Regions from separate parts of the Mus musculus genome. Here regions 1 and 3 are each linked to region 2. The links are chromatin contacts, called in public HiChIP or PLAC-seq maps. All regions are on one chromosome and are shown on one strand. The core of a region is the stretch at or near the end of the contact, and the rest is flanking DNA. Distances in the headings are between cores, read along the strand shown. Region 1 overlaps Nwd1 (NACHT and WD repeat domain containing 1). Region 2 has its middle 3.5 kb from the start of Hmox1. Region 3 overlaps Eps15l1 (epidermal growth factor receptor pathway substrate 15-like 1).

Region 1 (4,220 bases), core at 89-2,588, 2.4 Mb after region 2:
CAGACCCTTACTTTCTTTATTTCTTTGTTTTTCCTTTTTCTTCTCATGTACTCAAAGTTACTATGTGATCTTGGAAACATTAACTCACATTTTAGTCCTACTTAAACAAGTCAGGAAACGAAAGCCCAGGGTGGGCAGCCTCCTCAATCCCTGGCATGACAAGAGGAAGCCCACAAAGCACAGATGCATCCCTGTCCCAGACATGATGGAAAGCCCTGACTATACCCTGGTAGATATCACTAATCCATCACAGCATCACAGATTCATCTGTGACTGTATTCATGATCATTTTATGTTCTTCATTTAGTGAGAAAGTCCCAAAGCTCATGTGTTTTGTTTTGTTTTGTTTTGTTTTTAAGATTTATTTATTGTGCTGGGCATTGGTAGCGCACGCCTTTAATTCCAGCACTCGGGAGGCAGAGGCAGGTGGATTTCTGAGTTCGAGGCCAGTCTGGTCTACAGAGTGAGTGCCAGGACAGCCAGGGCTACACAGAGAAACCCTGTCTCAAAAAAGCCAAAAAAAAAAAAAAAGATTTATTTATTGTTATATGTAAGTACACTGTAGCTGTCTTCAGACACACCAGAAGAGGGCGTTAGATCTCATTATGGATGGTCATGAGCCCCCAAGTGGTTGCTGGAATTTGAACTCAGGACCTTTGGAAGAGCAGTCAGTGCTCTTAACCACTGAGCCATATCTCCAGCCCACCTTTTTTTTAAAAAAATATTTATTTATTTATTATGTGTAAGTACACTGCAGCTGTCTTCAGACACACCAGAAGAGGGAGTCAGATCTTACGGATGGTTGTGAGCCACCATGTGGTTGCTGGGACTTGAACTCAGGACCTTCAGAAGAGCAGTCGGGTGCTCTTACTCGCTGAGCCATCTCACCAGCCCCCCACCTTCTTCTTAAAAGGCCTTAAATAACCTTTTGTTATAATGCTCCTTGTTCTGCCAGGAACTTGGAGAGGCCTAACTCTTAACTGCTGAGCCATCTCTCCAGCCCAGCTGGAGATAAGTTTTTATCTGAGTATATAGTTACCCACGCAATCTCCACCACAGAGAGAGAGACATAGACAGAAACAGAGACAGAAATTATACCAATGCTCACATGAGGAGACTATTTTCTCACAGCCTTACAACGGGAGATGTCCTAGTGCTAGACATAAGAGTAGAAACAAGTTCTTCTAGGTGATGCCCCTAAAAGGAAGAAACCTTCTGTCCATTCCTCTCTCCCCTTCTCCCTGGTTTGAATGTCACCATGACAGTATGGGCTACAGCAGTCATCACTGGCCAATAAGACTCACGGTGAAAGTAGGCAGGGCAACTAGACTCAAAGAGTCCTAGTTCTATGACACCATAGGGAAGACAGAGTTTCTTTCTCACTAGCCCCCTTCTATAGCAGGGTCCTTAGCACTGTGCAGCTGCTGAGTCATTTCCTCTCTGGTTTCTGAGCAGTCAAAATTGCTATTGTGGAGAGAAGCTGCCTGGGGCACAAGATGGCCAAAGCTGGAGCCTGGAGCCTGGAGCCCTGTGATGTGTGTGGGTCTCATGATGGCTGAGAGATAATGTGTATGGACAAAGGAAAGGAGGGAGAAGGAAGAGGGCAGGCCAGGGGGGAAGTGGTGAGTCAAAGCTCTGCAGTGGTCCAAGGGTCATTTGCTAAGCAGCTGTATGTAATGAGAGGAAGGGGCAGGGTGGGGCAGGGACTGGCTAGGAAGGGACTCGTGGAGTGAGGTCAGCTGTAAGAACAGGTACAGCTCAGCTGCAGAGATGGCCTAGAGGCTAAGAGCACTTCCTCTTCCAGGGGACCTGGGTTCAGTTCTCCACACCCACATCAGGCGGCTCACAGCTGTCTGTGACTCCAGCTCCAGGGGGTCTGACAGACTCTTCTGACCTCTCTGGGAACCCCTATACATATGTAAAACACATGTGCCCATGCAGAGAGAGAGAGAGAGAGAGAGAGAGAGAGAGAGAGAGAGAGAGAGAGAGATGGAGAGAAAATTTTAAAAGAAAATGTCTTAGAAAAACAATAACTATCAGGCAGCTGGGTGGGTAATGAATGAAAGATTGGATAGAGGGAAGGAACGATAGGTGGGTGGATGTGTGGATCAATGGCTTGATGAACAGATACACCAATAGATGCATGAGTGAGCAAAAATCCTCTGCAGGGGTATGGGTGGAAAAGTGGATGACTAGACTTACAGAAATATGAGTGGATGGTAAGTGGATCGTCGGATAGATAAAGTTGGTGGGTGGATGAACAGATGTGGGGAGGCAGGCAATGGGTGGGAGGCAGAAGGATGTGTATGGGTATGGGTAGGTGGTGTGTGAGTATGGGTATGGGTAGGTGGTGTGTGAGTATGGGTGTGGGTAGGTGGTGTGTGAGTCACACAGAAGGGGACAGACATATGGTGACACAACTATGTCAGAACTTAAGTCCTGTAGAACTCTGCAGCCAGCAACTCTGGGACAAAACCTCATAGGTAGGAGTCTGCCAGCTCCAGGATCATTAGCAGTATTTACAGCAGCAATCTACAGCCCCAGGGGACACAGAAAGCCTAGTCAGCATGAGGTGGCAAGGGAAAGTCCCAGAGGGGAGCCCCAGAGAGCAGCCCCGAATACCTGGCATCTGGGCCCCTGAGTATGCAGTGAGCTGGTATGGGTTTTGTAATGTAATGTTGGGGATACTCACCTTTGTGACACCCAGTAAGAGTGGCTCGAAGAGGTCCACCAGGTGGCTGCAGGAATCCTGCCAGGGGCACCAGCATTGGGTAGGGGCAGGCACGGAACCAGCTCTGGGCTTGTTGGCACAGTTGTCCGATCATTGCTGGATGTGATGCAGCAAAGAAAAGGAGTCTGGCCAGGAGCTCGGTGTATAGGACGCTCTTCTCTGCAACAAAATGAGGTGTCACCCACCTGGCTGAACCACACCAACTAACCCCAACTCTTACAAGACTGCAGAAGAGAATCTGGGACCCCTCAACCTCAGGCCCTGCCATCCCTCCTGTGTCCATCCCTGCTTCCTGAGCACAGAATAGCTGCCAGCCTCTAGGCTCTGCTGACTATGTTCCTTTGCCTGAAGCTCTTCCTCAAGCCAGCCATTCTTCTCCAAGAGGCACTTTTGGATCAATCAGTTCATTAACTAGTTAGTTATTCATTTTATTATTCCTATGATCAGCCTTGACTCTTGGGATCAAGAGAACCTCTCACTTCAGCTCCCCAAGTACCTGAGATCAAGGGGTATGGTGGATGGATAGATTCAAGAATAGGTGGAAAGTGGGTGGAGGATGGGGAGATGGATGAATGTGAGGGCAGAAGGGAGCTGCATGAACAGATTGGCAAAATGTGGGGGAAGACTGGAGAGATGGATAGATGGACAGATGAAAGAAGAAAGGAAGAGAGAAGGAGAGTGGGAAACTCAGTGTATAGGTAAATTGTACCCAGCTTTCAAATGCCACCTCTGCCAAACTCCCCGGCTCCAGACCAGTGCTTATCACCCTAAGCTGCTGTTTGACTTCATCCCCGAAGCCCATCTGGCAGTCCTCAGCCTCTCTCTGCTCTTTAACCAGGGACAAGCATCTCCGCTGGGCCATCAGTGTATCCCCAATGCAGCACAGTAGAGCAAGATGCCCACAGTGGGCACTTCTGTTCATGCCTGGTGTCCTGTCTCTCAGGAGCATCAGACAGAAGGATTAAGAGCTCAAAGCCAGCTGGAGAGGTAGCTCAGGGGTTAAGAACACTGACTACTCTTCCAAAGGTCTTAAGTTCAAATCCCAGCAACCACATGGTGGCTCACGACCATCCATAATGAGATCTGACGCCCTCTTCTGGTGTGTCTGAAGTCAGCTACAGTGTACTTAGATATAATAATAAAGAGTTCAAAGCCAGGCCAATCGCTGGCTAGAGTATCAGAGGCTAGAGATCCTGCTCAGGGGATAAATGTGCTTGCTATCAAGCCTGATGACCTGAGTTCAATAGGCAGGACCCACACGATGTAAGGAGAGAGCCAACTCCCTCAGACTGCCCTCCAGCTTTCACACACTGACCATGCACGCACACACACAAACAAAATATTCTGTATATGGAGGGGACTGGAGAAAATTCTCAGTGGTTAAGAGTATGCATCTATATCAGGTGGTTCACAATTGCCTGAAACTCAAACTCCGGGGATCCAACTCCTCTATTCTGCATGGGCACCTAAACATACAAAGAAAGAAAGA
Region 2 (3,828 bases), core at 1,170-3,669:
CAGCTGATAATGGCCTTGAGCCTCATGTTTCAGGGGTTTATAAGGACAAACCTATAGGCTCAGTACTTTCCCATGACCTACAACTCCCTGCATTCGGGTAGTTACCTCTGGTGTTCCTAAGCAGGAGGGATTTACAGTTAATTTTGGACATTATATTTTCTTTCTTCCCCCCCCCAAAAAAAACAGGGTTTCTCTGTGTAGCCCTGGCTGTCCTTGAACTCACTTTGTAGACCAGGCTGGCCTCAAACTCAGAAGACCAGGCAAAACTCAAACTCAGAGATCTGCCTGCCTCTGCCTCCCAAGTGCTGGGATTAAAGGCGTGCACTACCATGACTCGCTCTTCTTCTGTTTTTAAGGCTAAAATGAAATGGTGGTTCTAAGTCCTCGACTCTGAGAGAAGGAGAATGGAAGTCAACAACTGCCCATCAAGGGTTGATTCCCCACAGAGGGGAATGGGATGGCCAAGTCTCACCTGCATGTACCCAAGAATCTGTGGCACACGGTAAAGAGAGCTGCCATTTCTCTGCCACGAGAAGCAGTGACAATGGAATAACAGCTCATAATAACGGAAGAACACACACACACACACACACACACACACACACACACCCGGCATGCAGACAACTCATTTCACTCTCTCAGGAACTCCACCAAAGAAGTACAGGTATCAGCTGGCTTTACAAACCAGGACACTGAGGCTTAAGATAAGGATGTGAGTTCACTGTAACAGGAGGACGTTCACAGTCCCTGGAAAGCAGGTGGCATATCTTCTGCCTTCGAATGGATTGGCAGGAAAAGTGGCCATGACCACTGCCAACAAGCAAGTGTTTCTCTAGGTCTTCTGGTAAGGACCATCTTCCCCCGGGGTGACCTGGAAAGCAGGTGGGCAGGGACACTGTTCATTTTGCTTTGTAAATCCCCAGGATGGGGTCTGTGCCTGGCAAGTAGCTGGCAGTTAATAACTGTCAGAATGAGTGGCTGCATCAGGACTCCCCTTGAGAATGGGGTGCAGCTGTCTGGCTTCCATGTCACTACAGTGCCAGAAAGGCTGAAACCAAGCTCTGATCGAAAGGTGCAATCCCAGCCAACCTTTGTAGAACACTTGCTGTGTGCCAAAGCTCTCCTAACCCTGACAGCAGCCCACAAGATCTGTACAGCTGCCATTGACATCTATATTCTATTTGATTCTAATGAGGAATAGGGAAGCCAGGAATTTTCTTGTCACACAGCAATATTGATGGCAGAACCAGAATTCTAGTCCTGGTAATAGAAAGTCAGACCTCCCCCAGTCACCCTATCCCAAGCTCTTTCACAGAGGATCTAGGACTTTAGGGGGAATAATGAGAAGTCTGCAGCTCTAGAGCCTGTCATTCCAAGGTCTCCAGAAAGATGAAACTCACAACAGGAGTCCCCCTTTTCACATGGGGAGCTGGGGTACCCAAAGACTAAGGCACGGACTCCGGTTATGCACCTCTCAGAGACACGCTTACTGATGCTGGGTTTCTGACTCCTGGTGTTTGGCTTGTTCTCTAGGAGCCGCAGATGTAGCTAGATGATAAACTAAACAGGATTTAGGGACTGAAGCAGCCATGCCAGACTGTGCTAGTCCCCTCTCAGCCTCTCTCCTCTCCCCTGTGCACACACTGACTTGGCTTTTGGACTCCTTTGCCTCCTGCACCAGAAAGATCCCAATCCATGCCCTCCTTCCTCCTGCAGTGGCTGGCTGAATACCCCACCACACCCTCACAATTAGGACCAGAGAGAGATTCTGAAGATGGTCAGAGGGTCTGGCAGATATGACACTGTCCTGGCCCATCCCTCAGGATCCAGGATCATCACAAATTGCATGATGGGTTCAGACACAGTTGATGGATGACCCTGCCTCCTCTAAAGATGGGGGGGACACAGACGAAAGGCTGAGATGCACAGGCAGCCTCAGGAAGCTAGAAAGTGTCCAACCCTACCCACACTCCTGAGCTCATCTCACAGACAACCATGCTGTATTTCAGAATAGGACAGACCTAAGAAAGGAGTCAGCCATAACTCCAAAGCTTTCCATTAGACGGATGAAACTGCTAGCTTCTGTAACTGAGAGGCATGGGGGGAACAGCAGCAACGCTGTGTGAGTGTGTGTGTGTGTGTGTGTGTGTGTGTGTGTGTGTGTGTACCAGTTCGAAGTGTTTCAGATAGGGCTTTGCAAACAATTTAAAATTAAACAAGAAACTTCTGTGCCTTTCTAGAACTTTCACTTCCTTCTGCCTGCCGTTCCGGAACCTTTTACCAACTATTCCTAGCTGAGGCTGAGGGAACAGAGGGTGACTCAGCAAAATCTGTCTTCCCTTTGTCTGCTAATCACCCCTCCCAACCATGACACAGCATAAAAGCAGCTGAGGAAATGAGCAGTGAGGAAATCACAACTCAGCATTCCAGCCGCTGCGGGAAAAACAAAGTTCAGCTCCTGTGGGGGCTGGAATCCTGGGTGGGGGTGGAGCTCTTTGTGCCTTTTGTCCCAGTTAGATGGCAGTAAGGGAATTTGTGTGGGTGTCTTCAGGCAGGAATCCTCCTAGACAGCAAGCATACTGATTACACTAAGCCTGAGACAGACCAGGAGGGGGACATGTCCCTATCCCTGGAAGGCAGGAGACTCCAGTGGGGCTCTGCAGCCTACATATGCACTGTGTATCAACAGAGCAGACAGTCCAAAGCTGAGAAAATGCTCAACAGCTGACATGGAGACAGGGAATCTTACTAACAGAAGCATCCATGAGTAAGGTAGAACCCTCTGACAGGCAGGCAGAGCTGTACTGCCACACACGTAGGACAAAGAAGGAGAATTCCTAATAAAACAGCTGCTCAAAGTCAAAAGACAGCACAAATGACAGCTGCCCCTGTTAGTCCTATGACAGTTCCTCCAACAGACAGCAGCTGGACAGCTGGATAGAGAGCTGGAGCCTCCCCCCCCCCATCCCCATTTTCTCTTCCTCCTGCCCAATGACTTCAGAGGACAGTAATGGAGGGAGCTGCCCACCCCTGGTCAACATCGTTCAACTGCTCTTGGCTACCCCTCAGGTAAAGTGCCCTTATCCTAGCACACCTGGCCCAGCCCTCCCCCACACCAAATGTGTCAGACTCACAGGAGAAACTTCTAGCCCTGAACCAGGAAGTCTTTTATCCTCAGCCTTTGCTAGCCTCCCCAAGAAAACTTTTGCACAGAGACAAAAGTGCATGTTTGTAAACCAGCACTTGGGAGAAAGAAGCAGGAGAAACCACTAATTCACCAGAGACATAAGGATTACCACCACATCCCCACTAGGATGAGAAAGAACCCTGTGAAATGAAAATTCAGAGCACAGTGAGATTACACTACACTTATTAGAAGGGCTTAGTTGAAGATGACAATGGAAGCACACACGTTTGATCTCAGCACTCAGGAGGCAGAGGCAGGTGGATCTCCAACATGGTCTACAAACATAGTTCAAAAAAAGAAAGAAAAAAGAAAAAGAAAGAAAGAGAGAAAGAAAGAAGGAAAAAGGAAAGATGGATGACTCCTAAGTGCTACTGATTTGAGAGTGAATACAACTCTTTTTCATTGCAGATGATTATAATGTTGCCTTAATATATTCTGTATTAGTACAGAATTATTTTGAACTGAAGATAATAAACCCCCCAAAACTCTGTGTCCTCCCTCCCTCCCTCCCTCCCTCCCTCCCTCCCTCCCTCCTTCCCTCCCTCCCTTTCTTCCTCCCTCATGTGCCACAAAGCAGACTATCATAGTTTATAGAAGTATTAGATCTTTCCAAACCCAGAGAAAGACCCTAAGGAGTCTTT
Region 3 (3,731 bases), core at 637-3,136, 2.7 Mb after region 2:
TGAGAACTGTGGCTTTCGTACATTCTAACCCATGAGCAGAGCACCTGTGGGCCTAAGCATTTCTTATTCACTCTACCCAGAAGCAGCAGCTGGAGAGAAAGGCACGGTTGTGTACACACTGCTGGGTGGTACGTACAGATGTGTGGTGGATGCATGTCAGCCCAGCATCCCATGCTGTTGATCTTATCTTAGTCTCTAACTATACAGGTACCACATGGTACCTGTGCACAGCTCAGGACCCTCCCCTGCCTCAGCTGACCTATTAATTAGCCCTGTTTGATGGGAAAGCATTTGGCTCTTTGCCCCAGCTCCCTGGTTCATGCATGGATTTGGAGCATAGCCGTGCACTTCCTCTGCCCCTGACCCATCCTTATCACACCACAGCCACTCACCCAGGTTCCCAGGGCAACAGTGCACATTGACCAGCTCCACCGCTACACTCGCTCAGAAGCCAAAGTGGAAACTTTATCTTATTTTATGGTGTTTGAGACAGGATCTCTATGGTGACTGGGAACTCAACCATCCTCCTGCCCCATTATACACTGTTTTTGGATGGTGGTTTTCTGCCTACCCAATTTCCATTGGGGAAAACCATATGACCAGTGTACAGCAATAAATACCTTTAGCTGGTCACACCCCATTGCTCAGTCCCTTGGGATGTCAGACAGATGTGGAACTCTGCAGTGGGCTGGTCCCAGCATGGCTAGGAGGAGATAGATGAGGTGAGGGTGCCTGCCCAAGGACCTCCAGGGATGGTCGGCCTTCTGATGGAGAAAGCATGCCACAGTGCTTCCCAAGACATGCTTTACCTGGCTCAGGAGTCAGGAGAGACAGTGGCTTCTCTGCAGTCCTGCTGCCCTGCATGTGAGAGAGCTCTTAGGCCACCACCTTCCTACCTGGGCTTTTCTAACCTGAAGGAGCTAGTGGGCTCTGGGCTACCTATCCAACTCTAAGGGGTTGTTCAGTCAGGCTGCTTTGGGGAATGTGAAGGCCCCAGGCAGATGTCCCTGGGCAGCCCTGAGTCCAAGATGTCAGTAAAGCACTTGGCATGGTGGTGTTGTGTGGGATCTGTATTGTATTATGTGTTCACCCCCCACAGCCACCTGTGTCACCTGGGCCTGACCCAGATGAGGTGACAATTCAGAAAAATGTCTTCTGTTGAAAAGTGTTGATGTTTAAGGTGTCAAATTTAAAGCCAGCCCTGGGTCCCCTGAGAATCATTACCCAGGATGAGTGTCAGTGTGGGCCTGGGGTTATACACTACTCTGCTGTTGTGTTCTATCTTGGAGTTCAGTCTCTGCTCTCACAGAGATCAGTTTGGTCTGTCGAATAGTCTCCCTAAGCATCTGGACAGTCACTGCTGCTGGTAGCAGCTGAGGTGGCTAGCAGCTTGATGCTAAGGGTATAGTTTTCTCCTTGAAGCTTCAGAGTGTGAGCCTTAGGCTGCTGGGATGTGCACAGAAATTGGATGTCTTGAAAGCTCTACATTCTCCTGCCTGGAGATCTTTTCTAGAAAGGTCCATCAATGTATTAAATAACCTGCAGGTGTCTGGGACTGAAGCAGTTGATTGCTTTCAGACACATGCAAAACAGCCCTGAAACACGCCAGTTGGAGTGAGCACACGCCTCCCTCAGGTAAACAGTGGTGTATTTTCTTCAACGGACGGAGATGGAGATCAGTCAGAACTCACCGCTGAAGTTTCTAGGTAAAAGTTGTTGATTTGCAAAGAGAGAAACAGATTTTTTTAAGCTCAGGAAACGGCTGTGTGGGCGTCAGTGATTGGGTTGCCTGAGATAGCGGGATCCTGGCGGGCCCCACCCTGCCACTTCCTGCCAGCGCTGCCCTGCGGCTCCCAGCAGAGCCTACCCGCTGCCCCAGTGACACCCACTCACCAGCCAGTCACCTTTAACCTCTCCCTAAGTTAATGATCATCTTTATAACTACTCATGACCTCTCCACCCCATCTGCAAGGCCAGATGTCCTACAGGAGGAAGATTTTGGCAGCTTTTTTTTTCCCTTTCCCACAGCACCACTGAGAGTGCTTGTGTTAGTGAGCAGCCCATTCCCAAGCTACATAAGAATGGTCTAGCCTGTGTATTGAATTCCTCCGCAAAAAGTCATTCTCCTCGAGCAGAAAAGTCCTCCCCCACCCACATGCTATCTATGCAGAATGGCCAAGGCTTTCTCACAGGGTCAGCAGGGTACAGGCACAGGGAATATTTAGGATTGTAAGCAGCCCAATCCTGTGAACTTTCAGCCTTTCTGTGAGATCCCAGGAAGAGGATGGAACCTGCGGGTCAGGGCCCTGGTGCTGCTGGCTGTCCTGTCTATGCCCAAGCCCCTTGTTACTTCGTATTGTCAAATGGCATCACTGTCTGAGCCTGTGGTTAGCACCTCTGCCCTGAATATAACTACTTTAATTCCGTTCCCACGATGGTGGCAAAGAGATAATGCGCTGGGTACACTGGAGAGTATAGAAAGGAATGTACTTGTTCCATTTCAGGAAGGTTCTGGTGTTCGCTAGCAGCCAGGATGGCCGGAAGGCATTGAAGCAGCCCCCAGCCCCCACACACTCAGGGCACTCACTGCTCTGCTGTTGCTATGGCACCCTGGAGGGTCTGTCCCAGGGCTCGGGATAACCAGTGGCTGCTGTAGATCTATGCTGGCTGAGGGAGGGAGGCACCCATATACTGTATGGGTTTGCCTTCCCAGGCGGTGGAGGAACCCATGCTAATCCAGCTGGTTTCAGCAGCCTGAGGCCGGCTGTTGTTGAGGGAAGATTTGGCAGAACAGTTTGAAAATAGAAATAGTGCCTACCTCAGCACACCCACCCTTTTGCACTCAGCAAGGTGGATCCAGTGGGTGTCCTGTGGCCTGATATTCATTAACGAGTAAATGCCTCACCAGAGGTGGGTCACAATCTGGACAGTGGAGGTTCTGGGGGACCTGCAGGATGTAAGCCCAGAAAGACTGGGCCTTCCTACCGGGCCTCTGTGGTAGTAAGTGGGTGGGAACAACTCCCAGGCCCTCACTTGGCTGAAGGTCCACTCTTTGATCACCTAAAGGACTCAGGCCAGGTCTCTAGGTATATAAATGATTGACACATCACCCCTGTAGTGAGCTCAGTATAGTAGCTCACGCTTGTGGTCAGTAGAGAGCCAAGTAGGAAACCCCTCCCCCAAGTCTACATGGTCCTGTCCAGGCCTGTGACCCTTTCCACCACGGGGCACACATTCCCACTGCAGACATCACAGTCTGTGGTGACTTTATAAATGTGCCAAAGTGTCTACCTGCCCATTGTAGAGGTACCGTTCTGTTTATGTTTGCACCCTGTAGGGAGGACAAAAGTGGGAGGTCCTGGCAGCCCCCGTGGCTGTGCATGGCAAGCACCTAGGACTCCCTCCACTGTCTGGCTTCTGTGTAGATACCATCTCCCTGTGCACCCACTTGAACAGAAGGATTGTGGCAAAGGTGCTACTGGAGAACAAGTGGGAGATCTGTCAATCTTTTGCACAATGAAGACTTACAGGTGCACGGCCTGGTGGTTCATGCCTGTGATCCCAGCACATGGGGGCTGCAGAGTGAAGCCTGTCTCAGAGCACAGTTCATGTCAGCCTTGCCCATGCCTATTTTCTTCTGCAGGCTAATGTCCTTCATCAGTTCTTCATCAGAGATCATAGCAGCCTTGTGTGAAAACGGAAAGAAAGTTGTCTTCCTCACTTCAAATCCA

What was found. HiChIP or PLAC-seq counts read pairs in DNA pulled down with a chosen protein or histone mark.
Region 1: an H3K27ac HiChIP or PLAC-seq map of trophoblast stem cells shows a contact between it and region 2, with 6 times the contacts expected there. The contact joins two enhancer-like sites. A contact is called at or near these places in 1 of 39 promoter capture datasets (embryonic stem cells) and 2 of 115 datasets of contacts at active chromatin or transcription factors (embryonic stem cells and trophoblast stem cells).
Region 3: an H3K27ac HiChIP or PLAC-seq map of embryonic stem cells shows a contact between it and region 2, with 3 times the contacts expected there. The contact joins two enhancer-like sites. A contact is called at or near these places in 1 of 39 promoter capture datasets (liver), 1 of 115 datasets of contacts at active chromatin or transcription factors (embryonic stem cells) and 1 of 9 other capture datasets (embryonic stem cells).

What each region holds. Positions count from the first base shown.
Region 1 is chr8:72,680,594-72,684,813 of GRCm38.p6, reverse strand. Nwd1 (NACHT and WD repeat domain containing 1) reads right to left here. Exons shown (of 19, transcript NM_176940.5): 10 at 2,693-2,890. Among named protein-coding and RNA genes, the nearest start is that of Nwd1, 36 kb to the right of the region's middle. Within about 2 kb of position 1,338, at least 103 of the 459 cell types and tissues checked have an H3K27ac peak or open chromatin away from gene starts, as enhancers often do. A contact at or near this core is called in trophoblast stem cells, where this site is marked.
Region 2 is chr8:75,088,247-75,092,074 of GRCm38.p6, reverse strand. No RefSeq gene overlaps it. Among named protein-coding and RNA genes, the nearest start is that of Hmox1, 3.5 kb to the left of the region's middle. Within about 2 kb of position 2,419, at least 222 of the 459 cell types and tissues checked have an H3K27ac peak or open chromatin away from gene starts, as enhancers often do. A contact at or near this core is called in embryonic stem cells, liver and trophoblast stem cells, where this site is marked.
Region 3 is chr8:72,352,561-72,356,291 of GRCm38.p6, reverse strand. All of the region lies in intron 22 of Eps15l1 (epidermal growth factor receptor pathway substrate 15-like 1), which reads left to right. Among named protein-coding and RNA genes, the nearest start is that of Klf2, 35 kb to the right of the region's middle. Within about 2 kb of position 1,886, at least 99 of the 459 cell types and tissues checked have an H3K27ac peak or open chromatin away from gene starts, as enhancers often do. A contact at or near this core is called in embryonic stem cells and liver, where this site is marked.